2 separate regions of the Mus musculus genome follow, and region 1 is linked to region 2. Evidence: chromatin contacts called from public HiChIP or PLAC-seq data. All regions are on one chromosome and are shown on one strand. The core of a region is the stretch at or near the end of the contact, and the rest is flanking DNA. Distances in the headings are between cores, read along the strand shown. Region 1 overlaps Pacrg (PARK2 co-regulated). Region 2 overlaps Qk (quaking).

Region 1 (4,508 bases), core at 1,525-4,024, 490 kb before region 2:
TATCCACATTTAGGAAGGCCTTTCCAGTTAAATCTTTTTGGGAACTTCCTCAGAGATACATTGCATGGGTTAAACACATTAGTGATTGAGTCACCAATAATGCAAGGGTGTCGAATTAGAAATCAAAACACTTTCCCTTGGAGTCAGTAAACCAGGGTGAGCCCCGATTTGAATTCTCCATTCCATGCTCAGTGCGTCTTCTGTCTGTTATATGAGTCTGAGTCTGAGTCTGAGCCTGATGAAAGATGGTCTTCTGAATCTGACCCTGTGTCTGTCAGTTGTGACTGTGTCTGTCCCTAACAAAGAGCTCTGCTCTCTCTTTTATTGATCAACACCAAAAGCATGACAGGGGGAGAGAATGGGATATTTTACAGACGTCTTTATAAAGGATTAAGTCACTGGCTCCAACTGACCCAGACAACAGGCAGTGCTATAAACATGACTGTTTATCAACTAATATCCATAAATGTTCTGCTCAACATTTATGGTGGATATTCATTTTAGAAGATTGCTTTCAACCTCCATATTTACTGCTTTCAGCAAATGACACTCATGTATTGTTCTGGGCCAGGAGTAGGGAAGAGTAAATAAATTAAGAATCAAGACCCTCTTGTATTTATGGTAATCTTGGCAGGATTGTTTCTGCCTTAAACTGTATATGTTTTTACATTTGTGTTACATGGTTTTTGCTGATTCTTTGAAGTAAGGGACCATTTTATTTCCAACCTCAAAACAATTAAGTTTTTGTTTTGTTCCTTTTTCTTTGCTTTAACTGTGCACAGTATCTTGCACATGTCGAGGATTTATTTAGTATATACAGAAGTGAATTATGTAAAAGCTCATTTCTTCTTGTGAAAAATCCAGGAGTGACTGATAATCTATTATGTTAGTAACAGACTCTTCCACCTACATAGTCTCAAAAAATAATTACAGTTCTCATGTTTGGACAGCCAGCAGAGCAGACCCACCCCCAGGAGCTAATATCTCCTCACATGGTCTTGTAAGAATTGACCACAATCCATCCATTTAATTACAAACATGCTGCCAATTAGCTCTGTGTCCCCAAGAGTTGTTGAATCTTTCAGTGTTTTAATTTTCTCCAGGATCTTTGTGGTTTGCACTGTCCATGTCTTTGGGAATAATAGCATCATTGTGACCACACCTACTGTGGCTGGAATAAGGCTTGGGCGAACCAAGGTCTATTAAAGCACCCCAACTAGCCACAGAGCCAGATGACAAGTGATAGCTGTACTGTAATTTTTAGTTTTGAAATTATTAGGAATAGTGGCTGCAGAGATGACTCGGGGGTTAAGAGCCCTGGCTGTCCTTCCAGAGGACCCAGGTTCTATTCCCAGCACCCACATGGCACCTCACAACTGTCTATAACTTCAGTTCCTGGGGATCAGACACCCTTATATCAGGCATCATGCATGCATACATACAAACATATAGACAGGCAAAACACCAATGTACATGAAATAAAAAAAAAATTTTAAGAAAAAATATTAGGAATGGTGGCCTCTGTCAGCCTTCAGTTTAAACTAATGTCATGGGCATTCTTGTGCTTTTCAGAGTGATTTAAGTATGATAAGTCTGTTTGAAATCACATATTATTCTATGAAAACAATATAGTAGCTTTAAACAAGAAAATAGCCTACAAATAGGGTAAGAACCCCACTAGAGAGACCATCAGGGGATATTCCGAAGAAGTCCTCATGTTCGTGAAAATGCATCTTATGGTGAGAGATTTGTGAAAATGTCTACAACTTCCAGGTTAACAAGGTGACCTCAGCACATCAGCATACTGAGTCCCTTCTTAGGAGAGTGTGACCCTGGCTCTGTTGGACTTACCAGGTTCATAATGTACACCTGGTAGGAGACATGATTCAGCATGTCAGATCTCTTCAATGACATGCCTTTGGTTGTCACTTCTAGTGACCCCAAAATGTATACCATACTGTACCAGGAATGGTCACAGTTTTACTCAGACCTTCAAATGTGATTATACATGCATGCATGCACGCATGCACTCTCACACACACACATTCGCGTACCTACGAACAGGAGACCACAGTTGAAATTCCAGTAGTTGATTCCTTCAGGTAGTCTTAGAGGGCTCACTTTGTCAGGATGATGCAGATCCTAAACTTGTAAGGTGGTCAGAAAATGATTAGGGTCACATTACAGCCCTTGAGCCTTCCCGTGGTAAAAATGCCCACAAAGAATTCAAACAGATATTTTATTAGCGGTGTATAATGTCTCTGAAACAAAAAAACAACAAGCAACAAAACAGGAAACAAATGCATTGAAGAACTGAAAGTTAGTCAAGGGCAAGACCATTCTGATGTGGTTTAACTGGTTTAAACGATTAGTTGACTTAACTTCATGAATCTCGAAATCAATATATTTTAGTAAACTAGAGTCATCTTTAATTTTCTGTGCGGAGCACACAGCATTTTAAGCAACCCTTCATGTCTGACATTTTGGCATACTTCTACTGGTCCAAACCGTTTTCTCTCAAAGACTCCATACTGCCATGAAGGCATTCCTATTTTATGTCTCCATTTTTGGCTGAAAATCCTTGTGGCTGATCTCAGCCTGTTTCCCTAGGTCTTCCCTTAAGAGTTGAGGGGATTAGAGCGTGAGGAGAACAGGAAGAGAGGAGCTTGCCAGTAGGTGGCTCACTTTGAATGTGCTTGGGATGGGATCAGAAATGTCACCCCTCCTCCACTAAGCCTTTGCTTTCTATCCCTGCTGCTTGGAGCCTTTTTCTGTAATGCCTGAGTCATTTGCAGGGGGGTGAAGAGGGGAAGAAAGAGAAGAAAGCCAGCATGCACCAGCCTCCTCAGAGCGTAAGAATAGCATGGCCCCATCTCATTCTGAGTGGTCCCCAAGTGGAGCCTGAACCGAATTCTCTTCTCCACACACAATTGCTTGTTCTTTTGTTCCTTGTGTCCTTAGCAAAGACTGAAAGAACTAAGCCTGTAATACTTGGGCCCTCCTGTGTCACTTAAGGAATAATAGGCCATTGTCTTCATTAAGCCACCCTTGTTTTAGCAAATAGAATCCAGAGCCTGGAGGGAGAACATTTTGAAGGGGGCAGAATCAGAGGAGAGAGGCTTCACTGGATTCCCTAGAGAAACTGTTTTGTTTCTCCTGCTTTATTGCTCCTCACTGAGAAGATTCATATTCAAATGGGCTGAGTCTGTGAATAGTTGCTTGCACATTCTCATGCACCCAGGAAGGCTATGATTATGGCTAATTACAGCGCAGAATGAAACCCTAACAAGAGTGCTCAATCAGATTGTTGTTCATGCATGAAGTAAGTAAGGCTGGCCAATGGAGGTGTGATTCTGGTAATTACAAACATTGTGGCTATTTGAAAAATGCTTAGTAAATCTGTTCAGGACAAAATAAGTTCTAATTAATCACTTTAGACTCTGATTTCTCCAGACGATTCATGTGCACTTTAAAAAAAAGTTTAAGGTCCCCTCAATAAACCAAATCTAAATATAAAATATGCTCATTGTCCACACTTTGTTGGAGGAATGGAACTATGCCGCCTGCCCCATTCCTGTCTTTTCTGGCCATCATATCGAACTTGCCTTTTATGCAACTCGACAGACGGTTCTTTAAAAATAAATGTGTACATATTCTTGTTATTATCTGGCAAACCAAATGATTTATGAAAAATTACTGGAAAACATCAACTGTTAATTTAAACATCCAGATCGATTTAATAATTGTGCTGATGTGTCTAAGAATATTCAGTAGACTGTGGCCCTGGATTATAATACCCAAGGATGTTACAGGCTGAAGAAATGTTATCTTCTCCTAATCCATCACGAGGAACAGGACTGAGGCCGCAATAGCAACAAAGAAATGCCTAGCGAGAACTTTGTGACACAGGCATCCTTCAGAAATAAACTAGGTAGCACGCTCATCTGTGTAGTTCAGACAGTGCACTAGGAAACTTAACAAAGTCGTGTGAGAGCGTTCTCCTCAGAGTTCCTGTATTGCTTTCCTTCCTTCCTGTCATGTGAGGCTCCATCGAAGGCAGGGCAAGAGTGACCTTCCTAGGCTCCAAAGCTGCCTTGGAGAAGGCAAGAAATTCCAGTTTCCAGCGTCCTCACTAGAGAGAGAGCACCGGCCATGACGGGACCCTCCTGCAGATCTGCTTCCTTGCTTCTTCTCTGTAGAGAATACTCTGCATGAAGATATTGGTGGCTTCACATCCTGAGCCTGACAGTAATTAACTGGTGGCCCCTATGAGAACAGAATCAGACTGTAGGAACATGTACACTTCAGGGCCATTCTTGTTTTCAGAAACTTTTAAACTGGAGACATCTTGGGTTTCTCTATTTTTTTTTCAAAGTACTGCATACTAATGGAGTGGCTACAGGACCAGTTTCTTTATTTGACATTTTGCAATTTCCTTTGTTCCCTAACCTAAAAATAGATCTTAAGAAATTGTAAGTTTTTTCTCTGTGGTAATCCAAAATAAGTCA
Region 2 (4,481 bases), core at 842-3,341:
TGTAAATTTGAGTTGTGGATTCACGTCAAGGGTGATGGTTGTTGTCCACAGTAGGCTCTAAGAATGAATGGATGTTTCCCTGGAGTTAAAGCAAGTGCAGAAACAGTCAGGTGACCATACAATGGAAGTGTCTGTGATATAGATTGATCAGTGTGGCTGGAAAAGAGAGGAAAGAGTGTGTGTGTGTGTGTGTGTGTGTGTGTGTGTGTGTGTGTGTTATATTATGGGGGTTGTGATAAACTGTTTGTTCTTAGTATTGCCTGTAGATAGCTTAGGGAGTTTGACTATTCTTGGGAGTAGAAGACTGATATTGTTGAATATAAATTTTAAAGAGTTCTTTGAAATAATAGAGAGTACATAACAGTTGAAGAAAGGGAATGGAGGTGTTAGGCTGTTGTAGATATTGAAGTAGGAGATGAAGTCTTGTTTCAGATTCATTTTATTTGAACACTTTGAGATTATTTCAACTTTTACTGGATTTCCAAATAGAGTATTGATCTCTAAATAGATAACTCAGTGTTTCTCTTGATTTTGTTACTTACTTGTGTTGTCTTTACAAAGGCTATATTCTCCAAGAGTAATCATTTATTTTTTGATTTCAGTGAATTGTGGGTATAATTGATACTTATTTTTTTCCTAAGGGTTTTTTTTTTTTTTGTTTTTTTTGTTTTTTTTTTGTTTGTTGTTTTGTTTTGGCTGAGGGTGGGGACTGGGTAGCTCACTGATAGAGCCTTTCCTAGAATTCATCAAACCCTGGGTGTAATGTCTCTTTCTCTGTCTCTGTCTTGCTCTGTCACACATACAGTTTTACTGTATAATTTTAGTCAGTTTCTTATTTTCTGAAGAGTAGGAGTGCCAGGTAAGTATAGAAGGAAGACTTAAATTACAATTTTAGATGGCTAGGCAGATAGCTCAATCAGTAAAGTGCTGGAGAATCTCAGCTCACTCCTTAGAATGCCCCTTATAGGAGGGAAATAACCAGGACATGGAGGCATACATTTATAAACCCAATCCTGGGAAGGTGGCAACAGGAGGATGCTTGGATCTCACTGACTACTCACTCTGCACTATTGACAGACCCCAGGTTGGTGAGAGACCGTGGCTGAAAATTCAAGGTACAACTGATACATCAGGAAAGATACCCAAAGTTGTCTTCTTGTGTACAAATGCATAGTGTGCACGCACCATCCACACATACGTGTTTTCACTAATGGAACAACTTACTTTAACTTAAAAAATGAGACAATGCAAAGCCAGCACTACTTTCAAGGGGCGTTCACATTAAGCAGAGTTGACATTTCAAAAATAAAAGTGAAATTATTAATTACCATGTGATAAGCAGAAAGGTAGAGATATTTTGTAGATAATATGAGTGAACATAATAATTTTCCAGCTCATGCATACATTTTCCTTTTTGATCTTCTCTCCATACTGCACGATTCTGTACATGATAATGTAATGTGAACTTACAAATTTTTAAATGGTTTTCAGACAAGTGACTAGATTATTTTGTAGTATATTATAGCATTTAATTAATTAATTAATTTATTTATTATTTTTGGCTCTGTATCTATGTGAACGGTATGTTTGTACCATGGGGTTGCCTGCCTGCCTGTGTGTATGTCTGTCATCTGTCAGTGGATAACTTTGGAGTTTGTTATTTTGTTCCATCTTTATTTGTGTTCTGTGATCCACGTTCAAGTTGGATCTTATGTGACAGGCACCTTTACCTGCTGAATTTTCTTGCTGGACCCAAATTTTAATGTGTTTTTTTTCTTTTAGTATATTATTTATTGGTATCATTTAAGGCAGGTTTGTGCTCTGTATGTCAGACTAGCCTGGAACTTACTAAATAGCTCTTGCTGGCCTCAAAGACAAACTATAAACATGAGCTAAAACAATAAGTCATAAAACTTGTAGTAAGTCGTATGTTATCCAACCTCAGTAAATTGGTGTTGAGGCTAGGGTATGTAGGCTCTTTTCTTGGGTAATTTTCCATGCTCTTGAATACACATTTAGGAAGTCACTAAAAGAGATGGCAGCTGCGTGTATTTGGGATGTTTATGACATTACCAGAGAGGGTGGGAGAGCTTGAAGCAGAGATGCTTTGAGACAATAGTTGGTTAATGAGTTTGCTTGTATGTACAAGAGAAAAGAATGGGCCTGATTGCTCACAATTTGAAGCCTGAAAATGTATTTTTCTGGATCTGTGTATTTGCATATCTAATTGCTATGTAATCAAAACTAAGTGAACTGTAGCTACTTCAAACTTTAAAATGAAAGGCAATCATCCTTATGGGGGGAGGGGACCCCTAACTTGCACGCTAGCCTGAATATTAGCATTATAGTCCTCTTGTGCTTAATTATAGGTGTCTGGCTGAGCAGTAAATGCCTGCTTGTGTAATGGAGAAGTGAGTGTGACTCTGACACACCAGTGGAGCTCTGCTGTGACAGAGCCTGGGCTTAGAAAGCCATTACTGTGTATCTGTTCTGTGCATTGGTGATACGGATGGTGCCAGAAGGACTGCTAATTGCTTGCTTTTTTTGATATGGAAAGCAGTGGTTCCACCAGTGACCTCACTACTAAAACTAAAGCTTGTATTAAGCAGCTAGAATATGCTTGGTTTTCTGGTGGAAAGAAACCCCACTCCCCAGCCTCAAGTTGTTTCCTGACAGCTTTGTTTTTTTGTTAGCCTTTTGGGGTTAAAATCTATTTACTATAACATGAGTCCTTTGGGTTATTGTAGCTTTTCCTTTTCACTGTATTATTAATTTGAGAGACAGTATATTCTTACATCCTTAAATGTCATTGAAAATTTTATAGCCACTAATTTCCAAGGTTTTCAGACTAATATAAGCTCTTTATATATTTCCTCATTGAACTTAGACATCTAACACAGGTTTAAAACATATTTAAGTTTCAATTAGTGTCAAACTAGCTAGTTCTTAGTCCCTGAGGAAAAGATGCATTCAGCCTGATACCAAAGTCTTCAAGACTCAAGGATTTGGGTTGAGCTAGAGGACTACTGAAACGCCTGTACCCTCTGCCCCAACACAACACAACACATCACTTTATACTTTTCCTTAATTCACTTAATTCTGTTTTGCCTTTTAAAAAGTTTATTCTAAGTTTGAGAATTTAGGATTAATAAACTGTTTTTAAAAAACTAATTGCTTTCCAATGTTTTTTCTCATTTTCAGGAAAAAGCATTTATTTTTGTAAAGTGTTAGTTGAAGTGGAGTTAACAGATACGTATCAGAAGATACTCTCATGAAGTTTTACCTTTTAAATTAAGATTTAATTTGTCGAGGCCAGACACAGTGACACACATACATATTTAATCCCAGCAATCTGGAGCCAGAGTCAGGTAGACCTCTGAGTTCAAGGCCAGCCTAGTCTATGTAGAGAGGCCCTGTCTCAAAACATAAAATAAAAACATACCATGTTAGTCTGTGTGATTTTTGTTCTTTTCAGTCAGCATTATTTTGTGAAAACCGCTTATGAGTGATCAACAATCAAATCCTGAGTGTGCTGGAGTTCTCTGCGACTTAGCTTGAGGTCATCTCCAGCTGTAGGAAATGCCATTGAACAAATGAAGAAAAATCAGACCCTTTATACATAATGTGGCTCATGATTTTTTTTAACAGTTACCGAGTTTCTGATCCATTTTCTGGTTTTTACTTGAGCTTTTTCTCTCTTCTCCTCTCTCCTCTCTTCTCTCTCCTCTTCTCTTCTTTTTTCCCGAGACAGGGTTTCTCTGTATAGCCCTGGCTGTCCTGGAGCTCACTATGTAGACCAGGCTGGCCTTGAACTCAGAAATCCACCTGCCTCTGCCTCCCAAGTGCTGGGATCAAAGGTGTGCGCTGCCACGCCCGGCTTTGCTTGGGCTTTTGAAGTTGTTTCATTTCTGTCTTAAGTAATATTTTCATCAAAAGAGTGTTTTTCTTCTCTATTCTTTCTATAATAAATAGATCTATAATAAACACTTGCTTTGTTCTCAGTTACAGGTTTATCTCACAGTAATTTATTTTCAGTAACCCCTAAGTTTTACACATGCATGACACTTAGAAATTTAATATATTGTGACCTTTCATATTCTGTGCTTGAGCCAGCCTCTGGGTTTAAAAATATCCTGTTGAATTAATTTGTTCTATATGTACAGTAACTATATGTAGTTATTATCCTTCAATACTATATTTTAAAATTATTATTTGTGTATGTACATATGCACACATCTGCCTATGTGTGTGTACATGTGTGCCAGGCCATACATGTGCTATAGCACATTTGTGGAGATTAGAAGACAAGTCTCATGAGTTGAATCTTGTGTTCTACTGTGGATTCTAGAGACCAAGCTCAGGTACTAGGCTTTCATTGGATCTTTTTGTTTTTACCTGCTGAGACAGATTTCATATCTTTGTTTTCTTTTTGTATGTGTGGGAGCGTATTCATGTGTGCGCATGTGAAGGATTAGGTGTCA

The links. HiChIP or PLAC-seq counts read pairs in DNA pulled down with a chosen protein or histone mark.
Region 1: a contact with region 2 is called in an H3K4me3 HiChIP or PLAC-seq map of embryonic basal ganglia, with 5 times the contacts expected there. The contact joins two enhancer-like sites. A contact is called at or near these places in 1 of 115 datasets of contacts at active chromatin or transcription factors (embryonic basal ganglia) and 1 of 9 other capture datasets (embryonic tail).

What each region holds. Positions count from the first base shown.
Region 1 is chr17:10,743,522-10,748,029 of GRCm38.p6, reverse strand. All of the region lies in intron 2 of Pacrg (PARK2 co-regulated), which reads left to right. Among named protein-coding and RNA genes, the nearest start is that of Gm16169, 62 kb to the left of the region's middle. Within about 2 kb of position 2,774, at least 82 of the 459 cell types and tissues checked have an H3K27ac peak or open chromatin away from gene starts, as enhancers often do. A contact at or near this core is called in embryonic basal ganglia, where this site is marked.
Region 2 is chr17:10,249,336-10,253,816 of GRCm38.p6, reverse strand. The region is part of intron 3 of Qk (quaking); the gene reads left to right. Among named protein-coding and RNA genes, the nearest start is that of Qk, 68 kb to the left of the region's middle. Within about 2 kb of position 2,091, at least 16 of the 459 cell types and tissues checked have an H3K27ac peak or open chromatin away from gene starts, as enhancers often do. A contact at or near this core is called in embryonic basal ganglia, where this site is marked.